Regions from separate parts of the Zea mays genome. Here all the other regions are linked to region 1. A link is a contact called in public Hi-C data. All regions are on one chromosome and are shown on one strand. The core of a region is the stretch at or near the end of the contact, and the rest is flanking DNA. Distances in the headings are between cores, read along the strand shown.

Region 1 (4,884 bases), core at 1,072-3,571:
TTACATTTATTGTATTTTATACACTCTCCTCGTAAAATAGAGATTCTAGCTTGGCGTGTGTGACTTTTTCTCGTGAAGGTTTTTACGTAAAATTTTAAGCCTTGTGTTTGGTTTATATTTGCATTATAAACTAACAAGTGGTGTCAGAACCAAACATAAGATTAAAAATTCTATTGTTTCAATCTATCTGCAAGTTTCGTGGCGTTGTCATATATGTTTAAATCTACTGTTCAGCATCTTCGAGATGGAGTCAATTTTTATGCCATTGTTGATTGGTGGTATGCCGATTCATTTGCAAAAGTTACTACCGAGAGGTATAGTTGGTTTTAGTCACCGGTGTATGATCCATCTACAAATGGAGAAGGAAAATTTTCTATCGTCGTTGTCTCAAATCCATGCTACCATGTTTCCTGTCAATCACGTGAATCGAGAAAGTAATCAAGTTTCTCTTGTCTTGCTGCCGTTGATCGTTAGTGAAAACAAATCAACCTATTTGCTGCGCACACTTAAGGAAATTACCAAAATATTTCAAATTCATTGCTAAACATACACAAGCTGTATACCGGATTGTAGATATTTTTTTGCTAGGGTTACACCTCAATTTATGTAGTTGAGGGCTATTCTTATGCACGCTAAAGTCAATGGTGCTCTTGTTAAATTTAATAAAAATAATTTAAAATCTTGGACCAATGAGATGAGAAAAGATTGTAAAGCCTTGACTCAAATCCGACCTCGTCTTCCAAATAATATTTTTGCAAATTGTTTGCAAGATAAAATTGTAGTTGTCTTATGGCTCAAGTTGAAGTATATTTGTATGCCTAAGGATTTGACAAGCAAGATACATATGAAGCTAAAGTTATACATGCATAAGTTGTAAGAGGGTAGTTCTGTACTTGATCATCATTTGATCTTTAATAAGATTGTTTCAGAACTATAGGATATACGGGTACATTATAATCAGAAGCGGGCCCAGACATTTGAGATTGGGTATTCAAAAATTCAAAAGATTAAAGAATTTAGTGTTCTAACGCTATTTTATGTAATACATTATTGACAAATTAGTGTTCTAACACTATAGATCACAAAAACATGGGTATTCAATGAATACCCATGAAACACCCCTGGGGCCGCCCATGATTATAATGATAAGGATTTGTGTCTCTAAAACGGTTTTGGCTCCTTGCCACCTTGGGAGGAGCACTTTTTATCTAGTGCAGGGGCACCAAGATCACCGCCCATCAACTTTGCTGCATTGCTAACTTAAGGTCCCATTGTTAGAGCAACTCCAGTAGTTCTCTAATAGACTTCCTAACTCAACAATTTAAGTAGTTAACACAAAACTCATCTCCAACAGTTCTCTAAACGAACTTTCTAAATTTAACAACTTCTCATCTAACCTTATTTCCTCTCTACATTTGGCAACCATTTAGCAACTCCCTAAACAAAAATGTTTATTGCATTATGTAGATAATGAAGGTAATTGAGCAAATCCTTATATAACCATTTAGCAACTTCACTATCGGAGAACTCACATTTTTTTACTCCCAAAGTTATTTAGCAACTTCTTAAATCTATGATTTATAGAGCTAAAATTATATAACTATTGGAGTTGCTCTTAGCGCTCTTTCTGCTTCGCTCCTCGCAAGAATTAGCTCAAAGCGGTTAAACGGCTCAGCTCCGTGGTGCTTGGGAACCGCACCATAACTCCTCCAAGGGGTGAAAACGGACGGAGTAAAATCCCATTCTAACCCGTACTGTTTTCTATATTTGATCTGACTGTTTTCGTATTTACGGGAAAAACCGGAAACGATACAGAAACGAGAGAGGGTCTATCCTGCCCGTTTTTATTCGGGTTAAACTCGTATTTTGAGAATCCGAGACCATCCCAATATACATTAGTGCATTAGCTGAAGCCTCATATCCTTAGGTGACAAATTATAACATAAGTGGTCATTTTAGCCACCGGCTCTCTTTAACGACATGTGTCCTAAAAGCTCAAAAAACCGATTGTAGCTATACGTACACCACTAGCAAGCAAATATCAATGGAGTGTTGCCCCTCTATATCTATTTATTTTATATTGTTGCCATATCAGTCAGTTACCAGTTAGCTATCAAAATATCATATGTTTGTATTAGAATACAAGTTTTCACTTAAATTTCAGTTTCCATTTAACTCGTTTATCCCTCTTCCGTTTTTGTTCCTAACTAATTTGTACCCGGTAAATGATAAAATGCAGAAACGAAAACGAGGTATGGATTTTTTTCGTCCGTTTTCAACACTATCTCTACATTGACGCCTCTAATTATAATAGCAAAAAGATCGAGTGGCCGAAGCGGAAGTGGGTGATAGCGAGAAGGGAAGAAGCTCTACCGAAGGGCTCCTCATGCTGTGCGGTCGCTCCACCGTTGCTTGCTATTAGGAACACGCATAAACGGATCAAACGGGCCATTTGCTCCCACGATCCCACGAACACAGGCACCCCCACCCAAATGGCCAAAGCCGCCGCGATCGCGAGCTGCAATACACGCGCACACCCACCCTGCATGCTCGACCGCTCGAGCGGCGAGCGCCAAGCAGCCCAAGCTGGATCACAACCCTACGCGGCCACGCCACACCACAGGCCACACCGTATCGATCTGCACAGCAAAAGCAGTAGCAGCATGCCAGCATCCGATATTCCGATCCCAGCAAAAACAATTCTCACAGAAAGAGATTATTTTGCCCCCTCACCAATCCTGCTCCCAAAACTCCTAATCTTTTAATCCGCGTTTGTTTTCCTCCGGCCGTCCCTGGCTTGCAGCAGTAATGAAGCGGAGGAGGAAAAAGGAGAAAACGAAAAGGCGCAGGGAAAACAACGCACCAGCAACAGCAGAGAGCAGGCGCACATCAACTCATCTAATCTCCTCATCAAGCTGGGCGATGCGTGTGAGCAGGCAGGCGGTTAGGGCGAAAATCTGAGAAGTCCGGGAGAATCTCCGGACTGACCTCCCCGTACCCGTCAAAAATCCAATCTTGACGCCTCCCTGGTCGAGCCGAGACTGTTCCAAAGTTTCTGTCTCTGTGATGCGTGATTGTTTGCCGCTGCTAATGAGGCCCGCTCGCCTGATCCCCGTGGTCGTCGTCGCCCGTTAATCCGCTTCAGCTCTGGTTCCGGTTCTTGGACAGATTTTTTCGCCCCTCTTGGTTGTGGATTGCGCTGTTTTTGTTTGTCTGGATCTGCATAAGGGCGTGGGCCGATTCGCCACCACCACAAGCAGAGACGGCTCCTCTTTTTTATTGCCTCCACAGTGGGATTTGCTTTCGCGTTGTTGCAGTATCTATCTATTTCTGCGAATCATCTTCTAGGGCTCCGTTTGTTCTCGCGCACTTTACCCTTCGCTGCCCCCATCTCCCAGCACCGAATCCGCCCCCTTCCCGGCCGTCGATTGAGGGCGTGCCGCTGCCGATTGCGCCGCAAAATCGCGTCTTGGTAAGGCCGCACGCTCAGATTCGTGAGTTTCGCTGCGGATTTGGTTGGGATTTGGGGGATTCCTGATGCGTTTTCTGTGTCCCAGGGTTTGGTCCATGAAGAAGTGGGGTTGATTTCTGATTTCAAGGGGAGGTTTTTCTCCTGCGCGGCCGCCGCCAGGGAGGCTCCGGCCTGCCAGCCATGTCTCAAATCCAAAGCTTCTCGCGGAACAACTGTGTGCTCCTTGTGGTGCTGTGTGGGAAGTATGCTGAGAAGCGAGCACCAGCAGCGAAGTCTGGGCTGGAGGCGAAGCGGCCACGGCCGTCTTACCCATTCCCGGAGCTCAGCTCAGCTGGGCGATTGGAGGTCAACTGTTTGCTCCTTGCTTGAGTGCGCACGCTCGTTGCAGTTTGCCTCCTTTGTTTATCAGCTGAATGAAGGGGCTTCTGAATGCAGGTCCACACACTGTTTAATCCTACACCAGAGCAGTTCCTCGAGGCGCAGCGGGTGGTGCAGCCCAACTTCTTGTACATCCAGGGTCAGCAGCTTGAGGATGAGAAGGAGATTGGCTCACTTGTGTGGGGGGACGCCGATGTCTCTGATCCGCAGGCGTTTAGCACTCTTATCAGCCCACCATTCCCAACGATAGTAAGCTCTACTCTAGTGTGTGTAAATGTTATTACTTGTTAGGCAATATGCTAGCTTGCCAGTGCATTTTAGCTGCCAATTAAACTGCAAATACCAGGATGTGATATCAACAACCTATGAAGTTTTGGTAAATTCTGTTGTATGAACTTGAAGTCACTATGCCATGTGTTTGTTCCATCGTTGCATCATACAACAAAGGATTGTCTCGTCTTATGCTACACATGTTGCAACTACTTGAATAGGTTAAGTACTAGAGCTGAATCCAATACAAAAAGGTAGGTACTCGACTGTCTCGTGTATCATATCCTACACATAAAAAGTTCCGTTTAGATGATGTAAATATATACGGAAAGCAATGTTCCTAAAAAAGGGTTTGTTTCATTTACTTCACAGGAACACATATGGAACATTTATTTTGTGTAACTTCTGTGATATTCCAACATCTTGGTTGTACTGCCACATGGGTCTTACTTTTTAACATTTTTACAGTTGCTGATAACCATACTCTGAATACAGGTATATCTGGAAGTTCCTATTGGTGAAAAACTTGCCCAAGCAGTTCACTCAAAGGTAGATAGTTTCCCTGTACAGTAATTGCATTTCTTCAAACAACCTGAGTATTACTGTTTGTCCACTACTCATAGATCATGTTTTCTTGGAGATGGCCACATGGCAAAGTAGCCATATTTTCTTCGGATTGTTCATTTTAGTATGCTTTTCTTCGTTTGACAACAATGTCATGCTGCTGTTAGGCCCTGTTTGGATCTCTTAAAAATGATAATTAG
Region 2 (4,884 bases), core at 1,637-4,136, 760 kb before region 1:
TAAGCTAGGAGGACATCTGGCATGAGCGTTGGGGGTGACAGACGACAAGAGCCAGGGCAGCGTACTAGTGCCCTATTGGACGGGTACAGCATTGCGAGCAGGCCGCAGTACAGACGCATGACCTGGTGTACTGCACTTCAGCACTTGTAGCCTGTCTGTACTAGAGGCTAGGCGGCTAGAGCGCTGCCCGCCGACAAAAAAACGCAAGCGCTCGGGCTCGGCCCTGCTCCACTTTGGCGCCATGCGACGCGTGCACAGACGAATTCGTTGGATGCTCTCACGAGTATCGACTTCCGGTTGCGTGACGCTAGCGCCTGCTACTACCAGGTACCGGTACGTACCAAGGAGTGGCGTGGCCGCGACAGGCAGCTCCCCCATTCGTCGAGGCATTCTATTTCTCGGCGAGGACGACAAGGCACATTCGCACCCGATCCATCCAGAGAAGGAAGCGCCGTGGAATCCAGCAACAAATCGTTGCGGTTTTCTTCAATCGTTGCTGGTGCGCGACCGCGACGTGCTATAAAAAAAAACAAGGATGTGCATGCAGTTCCGGCCTCTCCCGGCCCGCGGTGCGCGTGCCTGATGACCTGGGAAACGAGCCCAGATACGTCTTGAGCCCTCCGGGGCCCGCGACAGCTCAGGGAAGTCGAAGTTGACAGATGGATCCGACCCATGGTCCGCCCATGATTAAGCTAGCCCATGGAAAACTTGCAGGATGAGCCAGAACCAGAGGCAGAGAATCGCCTTTCGACCGGACGTACGTGTTGGGCTACCTACGATCATCTATCCCGTGTATATACGTTGCACAGGACGTAGTTAATTGTTGGATCCATACCATTGTATAATCCACCGGACATACCTTGTTGCACTATGATGTATTTTGTTATCCTATTGTCATATTAACTTTAGTTTGGTGCTTCGGTAATTTCTCGATCCGTCACTTGTGGCCTCACTCGTATCGTAGGTAGAGATGGCCAAACGGGCCGCCTGGTCCGGGCCGGCCCGGGCCTGGTGAAACCCGGTCCGCCAGGTACGGTTAGAAAACCGGGCCGAGCCTGCTAAGCCCGCGGGCTTGATTCTCTGTCTAAGCCCAGCCCGCAGCGGGCCTAAACGGGCCGGGTCGACCCGTTTAGCACGAAAAAAGCGGGCCAAAAGCGGGCTTAACGTGCTTAGAGGTAAACGGGCCGTACCGAGCTAGCCCGCCGTGCCTAGTTTCCTGTCCAAGCCCGGTCCGCTTATTCGTGCCGGGCCAGCCCGGGCCGTGTCGGGCTCAGACCGGGCCCAAACAGCGGGCTTCGTGCCGGGCTCGCGGGCCTCGTGCTTATTGAACATCTATAATCGTAGGGCAACACTATTGTATCCACCAGTGTATACATTACGGATACACTAGGTACGACGTGTGAGTGAGTATACACTAGGTATTATCCACCAAAGGCCCCCTCGTCTAAAATTCTAAATCGGTAAGGTTGGTTTTTTTTTTCCTTTTGGATGAGACTTGCCTTTTGGATGAGAAGACCCTCTTTATTACACAGGGAACTAAACTTATGACAATCTCACGTGAAAAGGAGCAAAGCGACTCGGTTACGATCTCCATGATCTGATCGATTCAGTTTCGAACTTGTCATGCAAGACAAAGTCGGATTATTATTAAAAAAACGATAAAAAAGACATAAACAAAATGGATGCCAATCACAATTCATGAAAAAATATGAAATGTGCTGCATGAGGCTTTAGCTTTCTCCCTCAAGCTATTCAAGTTGACTTTATCTCCTACTTTTTATATAGAGAGAGGGTCTTTAAGATTTATTCTGAATTTTATCGTAAAGTAAATGTGTTAAGCTAAATAAATACTAACTGATCATGGGTAGGTACCTTGGACCGGCAGCACAGTAGGATAGCATGGCGCCACGGTGGTCGTGCAGATGAGAACGAAGAAGGAAGAACGAAAACGGAACACGGACAAAGAGGACGTACGTGTATGTCGTGGCTCTCTTTTATGTAGAGCCCGTGGATACTACATGCTAGTTTATCTTCGATCTTAAATAAAATGTTTGGTTTAAGAAATGAGCTCGTCCATTATCTTCTCACTTTTTTTATAGTCTGTGGAATAGAATTCTTATAGTTATGTAGTTAATATTAATACTAATATAAAGAATGAAATCATACTCAAATTTAAGGAATGAACTGTTTACCATGTTGTCTCCGAGGAAAGAGTGTCGTTGTATACACGCCCGCGGGAGCTATCGTAAAGAAGCTCAGAACAACACAAACGCTGTCCCTTTTGCTTGAGCAAACTGTAGCGCATCCAACTCGGATGGACCTGAAAGCTGAAGCTCCTGCTTTCGTCCTGGCTCGTCGTCATCCATAGATGTTGGACGGAGCCACGGAGGCGAATGCCAAGTTAAGCACGGGTCCGCGAGATTTGTCATAGACGATGATAGCATTGGACGCGCGCGCGGGCTCGCACGCCACGTCCCTGTGACTGTGAGATGTGAATCACAATCCCTACGATCTACGGCTCACTCGTCACACACTCACACTGTCATTATTCACAGCCCAGCGTTCTTGTTACATCTCTCGACTGTCATCTCCATCTTTGGCACCATGTCATGCCAGCGTCGGGTCGGGCCGTCCGTGAATGCCAAAACACAAAACGTGCACCATCAAAGCTGGCGTCCAATGATAATATAACAAAACTATAAAATTATCTTTCACCAAGTAACAAATCCCACGCTTTTTCGTCTCGTCCCAGACTCCCCCCTCTGTCCCGTGAACAAACAAACGCCAAACGGGAAGCCCGTCCAACCGTACCACTCCTCCGCGCCGGGCCCGGGCTCCATCGCCTTCCCGGAGCAGTTCACAGTCCCCACTCCACCTCCTTCTACAAATACACCTCAGTCTCAGTCCCCCACCACATCCGCTCCCCGCCTTCCGCTTCCCTACCCCCCGCATCACCTACCAACGCCGACACCATGGGGGCCTTCGCGAAGGAGGAGCACCAGTTCCTAGCCGAGCTCGGCCTCGCGCAGCGCAACCCAGGCGCGTTCGCATGCGGTGCGTGGGGCGGCTCAGGTCCCACCGTCACCTCCACGAGCCCGACCAACAATCAGGTGCGTCCCTGCACGGCCCGATCTGCTCGGTTTCGCCGCTCCGCCTGTTCCGTGTTTGTTTGTGTGGTGGGTTTTTGATCGAGTGTTTGTTTTTGTTGGGTGCGTGGCTATCTGTGTTCTAGGTCATCGCAGAGGTCGTGGAGGCGTCCGTGCACGACTACGAGGAGGGCATGCGCGCCTGCTTCGATGCCGCCAAGACATGGATGGCGGTGAGTTCCACCGACTTGCAGCGCTCGTAGCCATAGCAGCTCGCGCGGGTGGGTGATGGAATGCTGGCATTTGTGGTTTGGTAGTCGCTACTGCCTGTGGATTTTAACTGCGAGGAAATGTGTTTTGTTTTCACTTTCACTCCCCTTGGGGTTGGAATTTGGAAACGCTACTTTCGCAATTGTCGGTCCTTTATGAGTTTGATGAGTTTCCAGGGAAGTTTGCATTCCAGATTGTGATACGATGATGTGATATGGGTTCTCGATCTGATCCAGTAACGCAGATCTCTGGTGTACGGTCTGTATCTGTGAACTAGAATGTATACTGCAGTCTCAGACTTCATGCATGCTTGGGTTTATCAGATTTTGGACTCTGTTTTTCTTATATATCTACAAGGTACTCTGACACCGCAAGTTCATTGCTGGGACTGGGTAGCATATCCAAAAACTTATTCCGTCCATCAAGTGATTTGATTCTGAATTTTACTCGTAGCAATGTGCTCATAAATCATAACGTCATTGCCAATTTGTGCAGATTCCTGCTCCAAAGCGAGGAGAGATCGTTAGGCAAATCGGTGATGCACTGAGAGCAAAGCTCCATCACCTTGGCAGGCTTGTGTCACTTGAGATGGGGAAAATTCTTCCTGAAGGGATCGGTGAGGTTCAGGTAGGAATGGATCATAGTTGCTTGATTGCTTCTAGTGCATTGTCTACAAACTGCAAGTCATGTATTGTGCTCACCAAAAGTATCATCATTGAGTTCACGCTTCACATCACATCTTTGTGTTTCTGTTTTAGGATGTTTTTTTATATATACTACCTTACCATCTATAAGGTTTCGTTACTGTTTCCTTATCTGTTATAACTGCAACTTTTCCTAAAACATGTCATTCTCATATGTACAGGCAGCACTATTGACTAGGTCAGTTGGTACTGTATCACCAGACCATATGTCTAAGATATTAACCTTTAGTGAAGATAGTTGAATGACAATATTTTAGTTGGATGATTTGATAACCTTGCTGAATCAGCCTGATTAATCATGGCTAAATTGTGACTTAATGTAGTGCATAAGCTCCTAATCGTGTTTAATCGGATGACTTGTTAACCTTGCTGTGATCATATGAGTTCAAGTGAAATCTGGTTTTGATTCCTATGTGCATCATGGATTGGTGTGTCCTCCTTTTTTGTAGGAAATCATCGACATGTGTGATTATGCTGTGGGGCTAAGTCGCCAACTAAATGGATCCATTATACCATCTGAACGTAAGACCTGTCTTCCTTAAGTTATATATATTTTTTCATGCCAGCTGAAAACTACATTATCTGCAGTGAAAGTGCAGATTTTCACTGCAGATTTGAACATTTGATTATTGGTTGCAATTTCCAACCGATTCACATTATCTATGACTGTTTAGGAACCAGAAAGGGCCTTGTAAATACTGAAAAAATTTTTTTGAATAAAATTCTGATGGTCTAGCTTTGTAGGTTTGCGTATTGTATCGCACATGCTGAAATTGAAATCAACCAAGATTCTGCAATTATTTTTGGTATTAGAGCTGCTAATC
Region 3 (4,884 bases), core at 1,506-4,005, 530 kb before region 1:
TGCATAAACCACAGGCGCGCGCAGAATGTCCAAGAGATCCTAAAAGACGCATGGACACTGATGAAAAAAATACTAAGTACAGATAGTAGGAATTGGCAGGAATAACTGCTATCTTCGGTTTTAGTTCCCTAGTATGGGCCTAAACCCATCACCACCACAACCAGTATTTTGCTACATAACCATGTTACATAGATGTTCCCACTATACAAGGATCAACTACTATTTGTGCCCAAGGGGAAAAAAATAGGAAAACATCACTCTAAGAAGGGCAAAATGGCCCTGAAATACCAGAAGGCACATTGTCAACTTCAAGGTACCTTAAGTTCTTGAACTTCATCTTGTATTTCTCTAAATGAGATCTTTTCATATCTCTTCTGCTTCATGTTATCCTCAAACTTCAATGCTGCAGCTGCAAGGTGCATTTGATAGCACACATAAATATTATTTATGTTACTAACTTGAGCCAAGAAAAGTGTCATGTTTGAGATGCCATCAACATAAAAGCAAGTCTCGAATGAGCAACAAAAGTTACCTACCTTTCTTCAAAAACTTGAATATATCATTCCACAATTGTGGTTCTTTAGACCCTGGTATGTCTACTTGATGGAATTTGCGTAGCTCCTTGGCAATTTCAGCTGCTATTTTAGGTTCTTTCATGTCTACAAAACAAAATAACGAGGATCAGTAGATTTGTTTACAGAAGCATTTCATAAAACCTCCAAACATCCAAGGCTTCAAATTGGCATACCAAATCGTGGATAATGCTGACTACAGGGAAAGGAAAAAACATAAATCCTTTCAACTTGCATTTGAAATTGCAACTGAAACTACAAAGGAGAACAAAGAAACTATTGCACTAGGTTGATTAGGACCCCACACCCATATGTTATTCAGACAGGATCTATGCCTACCTGCTGGTGACAGTGTTCGAGCATAGATGAATGACTGAACTACTCCATTCTCAAATATTCCAAGTAGCCGAGCCCCGAACCCTGCAGCTGAGAGATATGGTATCGCCTAACCATGACGGTAATAGATGTATGCATTAGGAAATATTTTAGAACCGAGATAAATTATACTATGTGTACAGTCTAGGAACCCTTAAAAACTATCATTCTAGGTTAGCAATTTTCAGAGAATGAAATGAAATCCATTTGTCAGGGAAAAGGTACAGATATGAAACAAAAGGTAATGCACTTGGTAGGACAGATGCTACTACAAGACCATGACTATGCTATGTCTAGAAGAATTGAAAATATGCCACTATAAAAATATGACACCAAATACAAGGGGTCATACTAGACCCAATGTAGAATACTATAGGATGCAGGTTACTAGGTTAGTATAATATGACTATAACACACAATCTCGTACCACTCAGATTCTCACCTGCAATTCCCTTTTCCTATCAATCACCAAGTCCGTATTTGGTCCATACAACCGAACAGTAACAGAAGACTCATTGCCGTTGTCTTCTTTGACAGAAACCTTCAGCACTGTAGGTAATAACAAATAAACATCATGGACTATAAATTGAAAAAAAAAATTGCTGCACACAGGAAACCTTGCTCATGTGAATCATCCCTATGGGTGGCGGATACAGACAGCAGGCTGTTCTTACTTTCTAATGCTGCAAGCATAGTGCGGCAGATCCGCAGATGTGGCAATGACAGCAGAAATGATACAGGCCAAAGGAAATATTATGCAGCACCCCGGAGACTATCTAATCTAATCGCACACAGTTTGCAAAAAGCATTAGGTTCTGCTGCTTTATCAGTAAACGGGAACAATGAGGAGCAGGAAGCCGAAGCGGACAAATGGTCGTTACAGTAGGAGATAAAAAAGTTATGTACTCATGTCAACGATGTGGAACATTTCAATGTAACTATTATGCACTATTCATTTCATTTACTACAATCATCATGCTGCTCAGGCGAAAAAGGCGAGGAATTCTGAATGGCGCTACAAGCCATGCCACAACAACTCACATAGATTCGTGATGCCCCCGGACACGGTCTCGATGGAGAAGAGCGAGCTGTCAATCGACGACCACCCTTCGACCAATTCCTTGCAGAGAGCTCTGAAAAAGCACCAGGAATCCCCAGATCAGAGAGCCTTTCCGTGCATCAGCACACTCCTGTCTCCCACACGCTCGGAGGCATTTTCTCAAACACTACCGGCTCGTTCCCGAGCACGGGTACGACGCCTCGCGATCGCGAGTACCCGAACATGACACGACCTCACAGCGTGACCAGGCCGGGCGCAAGCGCGAGCGCGAGCGCGAGCCGAAGCAAGAGGATCGAAGATAGATGTGGGGACGGGGTACTTGCATGATGCGAGGCGACATCTTCAGGAGCGGCAGCGAGATGTCGACGGAGGCCGCCGACGTGGGAACCTCCGCGGGGGCCGCGGCCGACACAGCCGTGGTGGTCGCTTTCGCCTCTACCCCGCCGCCATAGCCGCTGCCGGCGGCCATGCCCGCGCCGTTCCAGGCCCGTCCCTCCGATCCCATTCCCCTCGCGGTCGAGGACACGCCCTGTCACCCTCCCTCGGCCTCTCCGGGGTCCGCGCGCGCGAGGGATCTCGTTGCGCTATTCCTAGCTGGGAGACAAGACAACAAGACCGGGCCCGAGCCCACCCGACTCGATTCGATTTCGATCGGAGGCGACTAGGCGTCTTGTCTCTTGTCTAGGCGAGGCGACGCAGGCGAGGGGAGCGTGAGCCAGTGACCGTCCGTGAGCGCAGGCAAAGCCGCAGAGGCAACAGGCAAGACAGTGAGCGCGAATCCGAACAGCGCGCGTATATAACGCCCACTCGAGTACTGAGGCCGCATGGCGGGCCCGAGCCACGGTCGGTCGCGTGCTCGCGCCTCGTCCCGACCTAACGCGTGGCGTGCGCGTCTGTCCCACTGCGCGCGGGCGTGCCACCGGAGAGCGATGGGCCACAGGGCCATGGACATGGACGCCGGATATTTTGGCCCGTGGGATCTGAATCGTTGTCGGCTCTCCTCTGGAGAGATGACAATTTGCTATAAATTTTACACTATAAAATTTAAATATCATATTAGAATCTAGAATCGAATTTAGTGCTTTAAGTAGGAATAAAAATGGTAATTTGAACTGTTAGGACAAATTTAATATTTTAAAATAGATATATATATATATATAATTTGATATTGATCTTTTTTATATTATCAAGCACATTAGTACAAATATGAATAAAATATTACATAAATTGTTTTATGTATTATTTGCTCCCTACAACACAAAAAGTTGAAAAAATTACCGAATTTATTTCCGAATCCATACCGAAGTTTATATCTATTATTTAAAAAAATATATGATAAATTTGAGGTTTAACTTTTATGAATCTTTAGAAGCTGAATGTTAAAAACAAGAATACAAATTTGTATTATAGATTCTATATCCTATTTATTCACAATCAAAGAAAAACGACTAAAAAACTGATTACCGAATAAATAATGTTTCCGACCGTTTTCATCCCTAGCTCTAAGTAATTATGAAAAATTATTTGGACCATGATTTATTACCACCCCTACTTCTTGGGTCTCCGTTGTCCTATGTCGTCATGGGTTTGTTTGTCGATCTTTTCGGGTCACGAAGTTGCGATTACGAGACTGGACAAGATATTTTGTCGTGTACTATGCTCTTGTTGTCGTGTACTATGCTCTTGCTGTTGCTGAGGTCATGTTTGGAATCGTTAGACCGTGTCCAATAGATAATAAGGATGCGTCAGGTATGACTTGCACCAAAACAGCTTTAAGCTCTAGCTTTTCCTCTAAAACAGCTTTATAGTAGAACTAAAGGCATTTTATAAATCGTTTGACATAAACAACTTATCATAGAGTCAGAGTCATTTTCTTATATTAAAGTGTCAGCGCCAAAGCCGGTGAAGGTATTGTTTGTGGCTTCTTCTTCGTAGTACAAAAATAACTATGACCTTTAGATGCTTTTAGTAGTAAATTGTTTTTAAAAAAAGAGTGATTGACACTGCTCAGGCTTTTTGCTAGAGAAAAGTTAGAGCTAAAGCCCTGCCAAACGGGCTCTAAGATAGGAGGTGGAATAGAAGAGTCGTTGTACATGTCCTTACATATCTAACAATTGTTAGTTGAGTTGAACATGTTAATAAACTAATTGTTACAAGGTATTAGCTAAAGGTGTCTGACCACTAATTTTAGCTCTAAAGATTTTAACATAGCTTAATGCGAGTGAGTGGCTCAAGCACCGCGTCTCTGTTTTTTTTACTGGTAAGTGTGATCAAATTGAGATTATGATTATTACTCGCAAAACCATAGACGAACAAAAACATGAAACACAGCCTTTAGGTCATCTATTTTGAAACCAAAAAGGATTAGCTATATGTAAGTCGGCTACGCTCCTTATAGCGCAACAGTTTTGTCACTGTATTTTTGAGAGGAAAACTCGTTGATTTTCAAGACCACAAGAGCAATACTACTAGGTAACATTTTCAGGAACCGTCGAATCAAGGGTGATGACAAGACGTCTATATAACGACCTTGTCGATCTTGAGGCTGATTGTGATTGGTTTGTTAGTCTTCTGAAGCTGCTTATAGAGTCGCCGTGTATGTTTACGCGGGTTCATAATAATGAATACACGTGTATAATATGATTTTTTTTTGAAGAAAAAGAGTGAGCGGTTTGCCGTATATTTGGGCTCCGGGATAAGGCTAAGGAAGTATCTTGACATGTTGCGTGGTCAAGTAATCAGGGTAACGGGAACAACAGAAATAAGGTGTTCAGTACTTAATCGTCATTGTTTGTGTCCTACTCGCCGAAGCAATGTTAGCATCATCTTCATGGAAGTTGACCGTACTGCGCATTAATAAGGCACCACAACAGCCCT

Evidence for each region. Hi-C and Micro-C count contacts between places; a contact is called where the count stands out from the background.
Region 2: a Hi-C map of endosperm shows a contact between it and region 1, with 2.6 times the contacts expected there. The contact joins the promoter of LOC100282748 here to the promoter of LOC103647451 in region 1. A contact is called at or near these places in 2 of 25 Hi-C or Micro-C datasets (ear and endosperm).
Region 3: a Hi-C map of ear shows a contact between it and region 1, with 3 times the contacts expected there. The contact joins the promoter of LOC100280298 here to the promoter of LOC103647451 in region 1. A contact is called at or near these places in 9 of 25 Hi-C or Micro-C datasets (bundle sheath, ear, endosperm and 3 more).

What each region holds. Positions count from the first base shown.
Region 1 is chr2:188,438,585-188,443,468 of Zm-B73-REFERENCE-NAM-5.0, reverse strand. It overlaps LOC103647451 (AT-rich interactive domain-containing protein 4), which reads left to right and starts at 2,321. Exons shown (of 16, transcript XM_008671989.2): 1 at 2,321-3,472; 2 at 3,558-3,817; 3 at 3,908-4,099; 4 at 4,616-4,669. The coding sequence starts at 3,653. It overlaps LOC100280915 (E3 ubiquitin-protein ligase AIP2), which reads left to right. Exons shown (of 6, transcript XM_020547696.3): 6 at 1-184.
Region 2 is chr2:189,201,086-189,205,969 of Zm-B73-REFERENCE-NAM-5.0, reverse strand. LOC100282748 (aldehyde dehydrogenase family 7 member A1) reads left to right here and starts at 2,886. Exons shown (of 14, transcript NM_001155654.2): 1 at 2,886-3,110; 2 at 3,233-3,319; 3 at 3,852-3,983; 4 at 4,510-4,582. The coding sequence starts at 2,973.
Region 3 is chr2:188,970,909-188,975,792 of Zm-B73-REFERENCE-NAM-5.0, reverse strand. LOC100280298 (choline/ethanolamine kinase) reads right to left here and starts at 2,755. Exons shown (of 11, transcript NM_001153225.1): 1 at 2,331-2,755; 2 at 1,989-2,080; 3 at 1,390-1,496; 4 at 912-1,017; 5 at 537-659; 6 at 318-409; 7 at 1-39. The coding sequence starts at 2,512.